Regions from separate parts of the Mus musculus genome. Here all the other regions are linked to region 4. The links are chromatin contacts, called in public HiChIP or PLAC-seq and promoter capture Hi-C maps. All regions are on one chromosome and are shown on one strand. The core of a region is the stretch at or near the end of the contact, and the rest is flanking DNA. Distances in the headings are between cores, read along the strand shown. Region 1 holds the start of Pdxp (pyridoxal (pyridoxine, vitamin B6) phosphatase). Region 2 holds the start of H1f0 (H1.0 linker histone). Region 3 holds the start of Tmem184b (transmembrane protein 184b). Region 4 holds the start of Sox10 (SRY (sex determining region Y)-box 10).

What was found. Promoter capture Hi-C pulls out the DNA fragments that hold promoters and counts their contacts. HiChIP or PLAC-seq counts read pairs in DNA pulled down with a chosen protein or histone mark. Capture Hi-C pulls out chosen DNA fragments and counts their contacts.
Region 1: a promoter capture Hi-C map of stem cell-derived epiblast-like cells shows a contact between it and region 4, with 2.6 times the contacts expected there. The contact joins the promoter of Pdxp here to the promoter of Sox10 in region 4. A contact is called at or near these places in 7 of 39 promoter capture datasets (the 3T3-L1 cell line, cranial neural crest, embryonic stem cells and 3 more), 4 of 484 Hi-C or Micro-C datasets (cardiomyocytes, cerebellar granule neurons and olfactory sensory neurons), 2 of 115 datasets of contacts at active chromatin or transcription factors (embryonic basal ganglia and pancreatic cancer cells) and 1 of 9 other capture datasets (pancreatic islet).
Region 2: a promoter capture Hi-C map of liver shows a contact between it and region 4. The contact joins the promoter of H1f0 here to the promoter of Sox10 in region 4. A contact is called at or near these places in 2 of 39 promoter capture datasets (hematopoietic stem and progenitor cells and hippocampal neurons), 3 of 484 Hi-C or Micro-C datasets (the G1E-ER4 cell line, embryonic stem cells and myocytes), 1 of 115 datasets of contacts at active chromatin or transcription factors (pancreatic cancer cells) and 3 of 9 other capture datasets (adipose tissue, liver and pancreatic islet).
Region 3: an H3K4me3 HiChIP or PLAC-seq map of bone marrow-derived macrophages shows a contact between it and region 4, with 7 times the contacts expected there. The contact joins the promoter of Tmem184b here to the promoter of Sox10 in region 4. A contact is called at or near these places in 4 of 39 promoter capture datasets (frontonasal cranial neural crest, hematopoietic stem and progenitor cells, liver and 1 more), 1 of 484 Hi-C or Micro-C datasets (embryonic stem cells), 2 of 115 datasets of contacts at active chromatin or transcription factors (bone marrow-derived macrophages and pancreatic cancer cells) and 1 of 9 other capture datasets (adipose tissue).

The regions. Positions count from the first base shown.
Region 1 is chr15:78,912,578-78,915,277 of GRCm38.p6, reverse strand. Pdxp (pyridoxal (pyridoxine, vitamin B6) phosphatase) reads right to left here and starts at 1,359. Exons shown (of 2, transcript NM_020271.3): 1 at 747-1,359. The coding sequence starts at 1,308. The region is part of intron 5 of Gm30368 (a long non-coding RNA gene); the gene reads left to right.
Region 2 is chr15:79,026,842-79,029,541 of GRCm38.p6, reverse strand. It overlaps H1f0 (H1.0 linker histone), which reads right to left and starts at 1,330. Exons shown (of 1, transcript NM_008197.3): 1 at 1-1,330. The coding sequence starts at 820. The coding sequence ends at 236.
Region 3 is chr15:79,401,924-79,404,623 of GRCm38.p6, reverse strand. It overlaps Tmem184b (transmembrane protein 184b), which reads left to right and starts at 1,321. Exons shown (of 9, transcript NM_172608.1): 1 at 1,321-1,439.
Region 4 is chr15:79,163,116-79,165,815 of GRCm38.p6, reverse strand. Sox10 (SRY (sex determining region Y)-box 10) reads left to right here and starts at 1,326. Exons shown (of 4, transcript NM_011437.1): 1 at 1,326-1,534; 2 at 2,022-2,527. The coding sequence starts at 2,100. RefSeq lists enhancers at 1-121, 1-285, 811-1,469.

The DNA of each region.
Region 1 (2,700 bases), core at 110-2,609, 250 kb after region 4:
CCCTCCATCTCTTGGGGCTCATGCCAGAGGTCAGCGCTTCTGTTTAGGTACAGGCCTGAACAGCCTGGACTGCTCTTGGATGGGTGGATGGATGGATGGGGGGTCCCCAAAGGCCAAGTCAGGTTCCCCTGCTCTATGCTGTGTGTTCCCTGGCAGCTCACCTCCCTTAAGTACCAATTTCTTTAACTGTGAAATGGGCCAAAACTCTTATTTTTGAACTAATCTGGAAAGGAAATGAAGGCACCATTAAGGAGCTTCAGGAAGCTATTAATAAACTAGAGGGCTGGGTTCAAAAGCCTGGGGATAACCGACATGGTAAAGAACCCCACTGGAAACCAGGTTCCGAGGTTATGTAACTCACAGGGTTAACCAAACAGGGCCAGAACTGGAACTGAGGTCAAGCTCCACTACCTTCCAGTCTCCCCACTGGCCTAAGGTCAAGCTCCACTACCCCCTAGTTTCCCCACTACCCTGATTCTGGATGCGCGGATCCAGCTCTCCACCGGCATCATCCTTCCAGACCGCTTCGACAAACCCTCCTGCAAAGTGGGTGGGGCCAATGACAAAAGCCCAAGAGGCCGGTTCCAAATCTGTATCCCACCTGCAATTCCCTGAGCTACAGTGAGCCTAAGGTGGCTCGTGTGTCAAACTGGTCCTCGGCCACTATCCGACAGGCGGCAGCTGCAGGAATTCCGAAAAGCGCGTCAGGTCCCAGCACACATCCCCGCGCCCAGTCCCGTGCTCACCGGGGGTCCGGCTTCCGTCGCTGAGCGGGTGCCAAGGGTCGCGATCGGTGGCCACGAGCAGGCAGTCGGGGTCGCGCAGGTGCGCGCACGCCTCGGTCAACCTGGAGAAGGAAAACTGCTCGTCGTAGCCTACGAGCACGGCGCGCACGCGCGGGTCCTCGCCGGGGTCCCCCGCCAGGCGCAGCCCCGCGGCGCGCAGCTCAGCGCGCAGCCCCTCGCCTCCCAGCACGAACACTGCGCCCGATGCGTCGGGCGGCCCGGACAGCCGCTGGCGCAGGAGGCGCGCGGCACACAGCGCGGAGCTGAAGAGCTGCTCGGCGCGCAGCCCCGCGAAGCCCAGGCGGGCGAAGCGCAGCGCCAGCTCGGGCCGCGCGCGCCGGCTGTTGTTGCTCACGAACAGCGTGTTCTTGCCGGCCCGCGCCAGCCGCTGCAGCAGCTCAGGGGCGCCCGGCACGATGCGTTCGCCGTTCCACAGCACTCCGTCGCAGTCGAACAGGACTCCCTGCGCCTGGCCCAGCACGTCGCGCAGGGCCGCGCCGCGCAGCCGCTCGCAGCGCGCCATGCAGCCGGCTGGCCGCTCGCACGCGCGCGCTGCGCTCCCTCCGTGGACAAGGGGCAGCTTCACCAATTGGCGCGCAGAACGGGGAGGAGGCGGGGCTACGAACACAGGCTTCAGCCAATAGCGACTAGAATTTAGTCGAAGGTGCTGGCCGATCCCGAAGGAGCTCGGAGAAAGGGGCGGGACCGCGGGCGCCACTAGAAGGAGGCGACCAATGAAGAGACAGCCTGGTCTGCAGCGAATCGCCGTGCGCTTCCCAGCCAATTAAAAACGTAGGCCAGATGGTTGCTAGGAGAAAAACAGAGGCTGAGAGAGATGTTGTCTTCGGGCCACATCTTGTTGCCCTCGGAACCATTGAGGCTCATTAGAAACATGTGGATGTGATGGAGCCAGGGCTCCATCACCCGTGACTTCGCAAGCTGGCCTGGGCTCTTAGACCTGGTCAGTGATCCTTCTGGTCATCTGACTGTGCTGTGGAGTCTCCTGGGGAACTTGTTTTTTTTTTTTGTTGTTGTTGTTGTATAATTTCCGTTTAGTAAGATGTATACTTTATAGTTCGATGGCTTTAGATAAATGATTTTTAAAACACAGGTACAGGTCAGTGGAATGGTTCAGCAGATGATGGCAGTTTGCTGTCAAGGCTGAGGACCCGAGTTCCTTCTTCAGAAACCTCACGGTGGAGAGAACATACTCCTTCCAGTTGTTTTCTGACCTCCACACACACATCCACACAGATGAATGTTAAAACGTTCTAGCCGGGCGATGCGAACACATACATTTAATCCCAGCACTCAGAATCAGAGGTAGGAAGAGCTCTGATTTCCAAGCCAGCCTAGTCTACAGAGCAAGTACTAGGACCAAGGGTATTCAGAGAACCCTGTCTCAAAAAACAAAAAAACAAAACAAAAAAAAAACCCAATAAATAAATAAATAGATAATCAAACACATGGCTGTAAGACAGGAACCCAGAGATCTGATTTCATGTTTTATGTGTGTGGGGGCACTAGGCACTATTTTGATGGCCAGGCCCAATTGGTAACCCATTTTATTGATGGGGTGATCCCAACTGCCTAGGTCTCCATTTTGTAGACGGAAACCTTTTAATCTGTCAAGCCTTTGAATAACCAGTAATTCAAAGTATGGGGACCAGGGATGAACAGGGATCTGTACTGTCACAATATTTTGGTTCTAAGCAGAACTGTAGCTGTCTAACCCAGAGCAACTGAAGGGAAGAGACCGAAGAAAAACCGTGCCTTTGAGGCCCAACTATTTTCTGTTCTTTGTGCCTTTTGTAATGGGTTTCTTAGCCTAGAAGACCATAGACAGCATGCCCCTGCCTCCACTCGGTTACTAAATTGGGCTTCCAGATGCACTGACCCACTTCTGCCAGCCCAC
Region 2 (2,700 bases), core at 81-2,580, 140 kb after region 4:
ATCAAATCAAGAAAAAAGTACGTCTCCATCATTACAAAGATGAGGTCTGTTTGCTGTCCTTGCACAATAGGTTAAGGAAAAAGGAGTCATTCCACAATGTCTGTATGAGGGATCCAAACTCTGTCCTCTTTAATAAAGTCAGAATAGAATGGGCAAAGGGTTGCAGATGGAATCAAGTGAGGAAATGTATTTACAGAAAACAGGAGGGAGGAAGGAGTGTCCCCAAGCAAAGTCTTCACTTCTTCTTGCTGGCCCTCTTGGCACTCGACTTGGCTTTGGGCTTCACGGTTTTGGCCTTCTTGGGTTTGGAGGCCTTGACTGGTTTGACTTTGACAACCTTGGGCTTTTTGGCTTTCTTGGGCGTGGCAGCCGGCTTCTTCTTGGCCTTCTTGACAGGGGTGGCTTTGGGTTTCTTGCTTGGGGCTTTGGAGGCAGCCTTCTTGGGCTTGGCTGCCTTCTTTGGAGTGGCCACTTTCTTGACTTCCTTCTTGGTCTTCTTGAAAGCCACCGACCTTTTGGGCTCATCGCCCTTGGCCAGCCTGAAGGACCCCGAGGCGCCCACCCCTTTGGTTTGCTTGAGAACACCGGTGGTCACTAGGCGCTTGATGGACAACTTGATCTGGGAGTCGGCGTTCTCACCCACCTTGTAGTGGCTCTTGATATACTTTTGGATGGACTGGCGCGAGGAGCCGGCACGGTTCTTCTCTGCCTGGATAGCAGCCACGATCATGTCTGAATACTTGGGGTGGTCCGTGGACTTCTTGGAAGCCTTGGCCCGTTTGGGCTTCGCCGCCGGGGCGGAGGTGGAGTTCTCGGTCATGGTGGCCGGCCTGCTCCCACTGTTCAAGGAGCCTTCCGATGGGCCAGCCCTCGCCGGAGGCTGTGCAGAACCTGACTCGCGATCTGCTCTCCCGCTCCACTAGCAGGCCAGACGCAAGTGCGGCTGCCGGGGACGCGGGCTACGCGTGGCTCCTGTCCTCCCGGCGCGGGTCGCGAGCTGCTCTGCGCTCCCAGCCCCCACCGTTCGGTCGCTCGCCCGGCGCCTGGCGCTGCCTCCGCCTCCACAGCCTCCCTTTTCCCAGCTCTGCGTCTGGCGCTCGGGCGGCGCATCCGGGTATTTAGCGGCGGCGGGCGGACCGCGGTGAGGACTGGGCTGCTGGCTGCCTGCTCCCGGCCCGGAATGGCGCCGCGCTGCCGCCATCTGTGTTTCTTCCGCCGAGCAAACTCGACCTTTCCCGGCGGCCCGGGCCTTCCCGCTGCCCGCCGTCTCTCGAGGTCTCTGCCCGGCTCCCTAGGCTTCCCTTCTGGGGACCCTGGCGCCCCGGCCGCCGCCCCCCGCGCCCGCCACGAGCCTCAAACGGCGCCGAGGAGCGCTGGGGCGCCGGCACATTTCCCCTTTGCGGGGGGCTGGCTCTGCGGAGCCGGGGAGCCCCGGGGCTTGAGACCCCCCGTCGGAAAGCTCCCCCCTGGGACTACCAGGAGCCCCACTCCCGGATGCCTGCGGGGTCCCCCAACCTGGCGGAGCGGCTCAGAAGCGGCCCCAACTAACACACGCGGCCCTGAGCTGGGCGACTCCCAGCCGGGCCGAGTCGGGACAAGGGGGGAGGGGTCGCCTCCCCAGGGTCCGGTCACCTCTCGGGGGTCACCCGACCACAGCTCCTCTGACACCCCTACCCCCTCTCTGCCTGCGAGGCCCTCAAGGAAACTTTCCCTGAAAGAGTTGGAAGGGCACTTTCAAACTTTGTCCCTTCCCCCTCTTGAGTCGCCTTCTCCCCTCGATGCACCCCCGGACCTCGGCGAGTTGATTGCTCTCTGAGCCCGAGCCCCCCAAAGCTTCCTGGGACCCCTGGAAGATGCGGACAAGCCTCCCGGGCGGCCTGCTCTCCTCAAAGACCCCCCACATCTCCCATGTATCTGAGTATGAGTTCATTTACATGCCTGCCTTGTTAGCTAGGGAGTTTTGGGGATGTAAGAAGCAGGACCACCACCCCCCAGGCCCACCCTAGGGGTGAAGGTCCCCTCTCCCACTGGCCTCTTCAAGGTGGGGTGTGGCTTGATGTGTGTGCAGTCTCTATCATAGGTGCTGTCCAATGGCTCTGATCAGACATCCTGGGGACCCTTAGGATGCGCAGAGGCTCCTTGTGCTTTTAGAGACTTGGAAAAATGGGGCGCAGCGGGAGAAGCCGAGGAGAGAGTTCTCCTTTCCCTGGTCGTGACTTAGGTGTAGGAGGTTTGCAGTCCACCAGGGAGCCGTGGTCCCGACCACCGCCATTTTGCTGGGAAGATGCCATGTCTTTGTTAAAATGTATCCATCTTTCCCGCCCTGCTTGGCAAAAATCCACCAAGTGAGCAAGGGGCGCCACCATCTGTAGTCCGACCTGGGGCTGTTGGGAGTCCTAGGCTCCGAGAGAGTTTAGAGGCTCCGAGATTTGCCGAAGAGACCCCCAGAGAGCCCAGAACCTCTTGTCTGCTGCAGACATCCTACTCACAATGTTAGGACCTCTTGGCAGCGGCTCCGTAGGGTTCTGGTGGTATTGCCTACCTGAGCTGGATCCCCGGACCCTGGTGTTTTTATTCCCTAGCAAAAAGGCACGAAAGTGTTTAATTAAACATTAACCTGGGAGTGGGGAATTGTAGCTGATCAAGATGAACTAACCTCTGCTAAGGCCTGGGGCTGTTTGTCACACCAGAAGGAGCAGC
Region 3 (2,700 bases), core at 72-2,571, 240 kb before region 4:
GTGAGGGGCTCAGCAATCTTACTCTGGGAAGGAGGTATTTGTCTCAGAACAATCCTGCTTCAGCTTCCCTAGTAAAGCCAGCCAAGCAAGACTTTGAAGACATGTCTGGGGAAACTGTAGCCCCAGCAGAGGGGACAGCAGGTGCAAAGGCATGGAAGCTGAATGCTTGTACTTGGTTGTAGGGAAAGCAAGAGGTCAGTGTTCAGGAAAAGGAGATGAGGCCAGGCATGCCTGCGGAGGGTGATGCTGGATCAAGGCTGTGCAGAGATCTGCAGATGTTGGCTTCATTTGGAATGGCATGAGGAACTAATTAAGGGTTTTGAGCAAAGTGCCATATAGTTCATCTTGGGTGGGTTCGTTTGTTTGTTTACTTTGGTGCAAAGAATTATATTGAGGGTCTGGTGAATGGTAAGCAAGCATTCCTCCAACGATTTGGATTTTTAAAGGAATCCCTGATTCTCACATTGGCACAGACCCGCCGAGGACAAGGTTGGAAAATCGGGCTAAGTAGATGCTCACAGTACCTGGGCAGAGCCTGGACATGACAGCAGTTCAGTAGTGTGGAGGTCAGAGTCTAGGGATACAGGATGTCTTGCCCAAGCTGATGGGACGAGGGGGAGAGGGAGGGCAGCACTCAAGGATAATACTAGACTTTCTGGCTTGAAGACTGGAAGCAGGGATTGGGGAATGCTGTGAAGAAGAAATGTGTGTGGAGGGGAAAGCAGCTGAGCCCGCTAAGTAAGAGGCGTCGGTAGACATTTGGAGCTGGAGATAAAAATAAACTTGGTTGCATATTACACATTTCAGTCATCTGGGTAAGACGAGGACCTCACAAATCAAAGTGGGGTAGGGGCTGGAATGACTCCTCTAGAATCGGTTCGTTAGGCTGCTAGGAATGAGGTGGGGCAGCTCCACTAGAGCAGTTTCATTTTGCATAACTATACAAAACGTTCCGTGGAAGTCCGTTCCACAGTCTCACACTCACCCTCCCTGTCTCAAACGTCAACTAGATTTCGTTTCACCTTCAGCGTTGGCATATACAAGGCTTTCAGAGAATTGAAACTCAAGCTAGCTCGCGAGTGTCCGGGACAGTCTGTATCCCGCGGGTCAGACTGTGCATCCCAGGACTGTGGTGGGTGGGACTGGACTAGGAAACCTGGGCCCTGGGTCTCTCGCGGTGCGTTTGCGAGTTGCAAGAGGACCTCACCATTCTCCTGACCCGAGATTGCGCGTGGTGCTTCGCAGCGCGCGGCCCCTTTAAGGCTCGGCGAGTGACCTCAGCGGCGCGCTCCGGCCCCGCCCCCGCCAGCGGCGTTCCTAGTGCGCAGGCGCGGCGCGGCGGTACCCGGCGGGGCTCGGGACGCGCCAGCGGCGGCCGAGATACCGGGCTGCGGCGCCGCCTGCTCCGCCTGCAGTCTCCAGCGCCATGGGCTCCTGAGGTACCCGGGCGGCGGATGCACGGGATGAACGGGGACCGGGCGGGGGCTGCACCTTGGGGAGAACTCCACTCTGGGGACTTCCCGCGGGGAGGCAGGGACTCGGAGGCCCCCAAGCGGCCCGTGGGTGTGCCCGCTTCGCCAGCGTGGCGGGGCCCTGAGTGTAACCGGACCTGCTCGTGGGGGAGTCGGGGTGGGCGGCGCGGGGCCCAGCCTCTTACCGATGGGACTGTGCGCACCGCGGTGGGTGTGCTGCAGCCTGGCACGACCGAACGGGGCGGGGAGACGTCGGTCCTCAGTGCAGTGGCTTTGACCTGGCCCGGTGGTCGGCCCTTGAGACGGTACATGCGTAAATGGGGGTGTGCGCGCGCTTTGCACACAGGTCAGTAGATTTGAAGGGGGATAGGGATCTGGGGCTCCCAGGATGCTGGGTGTTCAAAGGAACCCTAGAGATTGGTTTGGGTGTGTGGTGCCTGTTTGCCTGGGCACGCCCTTGGACACCTTGCTTGGATGCTTAGCTTGGGGCTAAGGAGCTCCAGGCAGTGGCAAAGCTAGGGAGTCTGGGGAACGGGCTCGGATTTTTAGTTTGTATCCTTTCTTGGAGGACTGTATGAGGCGGGACATCTCATCCCTCCCTCCTTGGAGGCCTTGGTGGGGCAAAGCAGGTGTCTGCCTGCCTGATACCTGGGTGTGAGGTGAAGGTCTATGTATTATTCATCTGGCTGCCAGGTGCTTTATGTAAGGAGAGAAGTAGCAATCTGTGCCCTGGAGGCAAGTGCTGCAGACTCAGCCAACACACACACACACACACACACACACACACACCCCACCAGCATCAGCAGCAGGGGGAGGTGCAGGTCTCCACGGTCTGGCTTTTTTGACAGGCTGTTTGCAGCATCCCTCTTCGTGTCAACAAGTTTGGTGGGCCCTTGGGCTCGGCACATCTGAGTATCTTGAGAGTTCTGTGCAGGGCCGGAGTTGGAACCCTTGGGTGTGGGAGCCCCAGAAGCTAGACTGGTGCTCACCCCGCACACAGATGTGAGGATCGAGGCATCGAAGAGCTCTCAGGTGCTTGGGGCAGAATCAGAATTGGAAAGAATCACAGGGATTCCAGAAACAGAAGACAAAAGACTGAGGAGTATGGAGGTGGATTCAGTGCTGGGGGGTGGGGGGTGGGGGGGATGGACAAGCCAGCAAAAAAAAAAAAAAAAAAAAAAAAAAAGGAAAAAGAAAAAAAAAGGCTTCAGTACAAAGGGACAGTCGA
Region 4 (2,700 bases), core at 77-2,576:
GAAAACCCTTATCAAACTCCTAATTCACTGGGCTCTGCAGCCCCAGACACACTGGCCCAATTGTCTGGCTGGTTGTGTGTGCGCAAGCATGTGTGAGTGTGTGTTACCAATGTCTGCCACCCCCTCGACATGCCTTTGCCCTATGTGACTATCTCTTTGTGTCCCCACTATCCACCCTGGGGCCCTCCCAATCATTGAGGCCTTGATTCTCCAGACCCCAGTTCCAGCTCGACTCCAGAAGGTACCTGTTTGGTGTGGGCCTAGGGCCTTACCTAGCTAAGTGGGACAGAGAAGCCACACACTGTCAGTGGGGTGGCCCATGCTCCTCTGTTTGTCCCTCCGTGGGCACCCCAGTTCCGCCTAGCCACTCAACCAGGAAAGGGTGCCTTCACTGAGAAGAGAAAAGGACACTAACTAGGCTGTAGAGGTGAGACCAAGGATAGGAGCCCTGGGGCAACGGGAGGAAGAACAAAGAATCGGCTTGAGGGGCAGAAAGGGGGCGGGGGCTGTGAGAGCCAGGGCAGTTCCTGTCTTTTCTCAGTGTGGGAGAGTAAGGGACTTCACATCCAGACATCCAGGACTGGGTCTCCTTTCCAGGGAGAGGAAGAGCCCTTCATGGAAGTGAGAGACACCCCCTCCCCAAAGTCCCCCTCACCCTTCTTGAAGAGTAGGGCACTCTCACCCTGCCTCAGCCTCCTGTGTCTCTCTCTATCCTGGGCCAGTCCAGCCTTCTGGATGCTAGGATCTTAGAGAGAAGGGATCACGGATTGAATCTGGGGGTTGTATGTGTACAGGGCAAAGGTTATCCAGCTGCGGTCCTGGGGGGCTTGGCTTGGGTCAGCTGTGTTGGAGAGGACAGGAGAAGGCGAGGGTCTGATACCTACTGCAGGCTGCGGTGCCTAGCACACAGTGGGACTCAGTGGGATTTCTCAAATGAAGCAACACAGGCCACGACCCTTTCAAGTTATCCACTCTCCTCACACCTCTCTCCAGTCCTTTGTCAACTGTCCATGCCACCACCTGTGGCAATGGTTTAGGGTCCCAGGCAACAGGTTCTGACTGTGCCACCTGTATCTCTCCCTTCCCAGACCTAAAATATCCCCATGCTCACACCAGATGCCAAACCCAAGCTGAGTCCAGGGAGACGGGCCTAGGCAGCAGTGCGGGTCACAGGGCTGGGGTTGGGGGGGGGGGGGCTGGGCAGAGTGGAGGCGTCCTGGGTGTTGGGGATGAAGGCAGCGCTGGAGGCTCCACCTTCTGCCCTTCCCTCCCTCCTTTCCCCCTCCCCTCCCCCTCCTTCCTTCCCCAGCCGTCTGCAGCGGCTCAGTCAGTCTCGGCTGTCCAGCCAGGGTGTTTGGTGGTGAGGATTCAGGCTCCGTCCAGACAAGGCAGTGGCCTGAGGCTCAGGGCCCCCCAGCCCCTCCCTCCCAGTCCATCAGCGTCACTCCCCAGCCCCGAGCTGGACCGCACACCTTGGGACACGGTTTTCCACTTCCTCAGGACGAGCCCCAGACTGGAGGAGAGGTCGGAGGAGGTGAGTGCGCACTGCGCCCCTGGGCCCGGAGTGCCAACCGGGGGTCTGGGTCACCCCTGCTTTGCGATGGGAGAGTCTGACACCCTGCAGGCAGGCCTGCGTCCCCCCATTCTGCTCCCCTAGGCTGTCAGAGCAGACGAGGGGAAAGAGAGGTGAGCGAAAAGGTGGGAAATTCCAGGGGCCCGGATTAGAGCCGAATAAAGGGTCCGTTTTTCTTCCTTTCCATCAACAAACCTCCACCCAAAAGGAGGTTTAGGGGAAAAAAACGAAAAAAAAAAAAAAAAAAAAACACCCACACCTAGAGACGGTTGGGATCAGGGGGTGGGAAGACGTGGAGGCGGGACGCACCCACCTAGGGTCTGGCATGTGCACGCGCCCAGGCCCGAGTGGGTTTAGCGCAGGCAGGGAGAGTCGCCACTTCGGGGCTGCACCCGCGTGCCGGGAGTGGCGCCCAGCGCCTCTCCATCGCGCCCTCCTTCCCGTCCAGGTGGGCGTTGGGCTCTTCACGAGGACCCCGGCGGCGGGCCCGGGGGAGGCGGCCGAAGCGGCGGCGGCCGGGAGCGACATGGCCGAGGAACAAGACCTATCAGAGGTGGAGCTGAGCCCTGTGGGCTCGGAGGAACCCCGCTGCCTGTCCCCAGGCAGCGCGCCGTCGCTGGGACCCGACGGCGGCGGCGGTGGCTCGGGCTTGCGAGCCAGCCCGGGGCCCGGTGAACTGGGCAAGGTCAAGAAGGAACAGCAGGACGGCGAGGCGGACGATGACAAGTTCCCCGTGTGCATCCGCGAGGCGGTCAGCCAGGTGCTCAGCGGCTACGACTGGACGCTGGTGCCCATGCCCGTGCGCGTCAACGGTGCCAGCAAGAGCAAGCCGCACGTCAAGAGGCCCATGAACGCCTTCATGGTGTGGGCACAGGCGGCACGCAGAAAGCTAGCCGACCAGTACCCTCACCTCCACAATGCTGAGCTCAGCAAGACACTAGGCAAGCTCTGGAGGTGAGCGCTGCCCCGGCCCAACACCCCCCTCGTGCGCGCGCACTAGGGCTAGCCTGGGACCCCAGAACAGGATCGCCCAGGCCTCTCTCTCAGGGGAGACCAACCTATGGAAGTTTGGTCTCTTGGAAGACCAGATTTGGAGATCTCGCCCACCCATCTACCCAAAGTGCCTC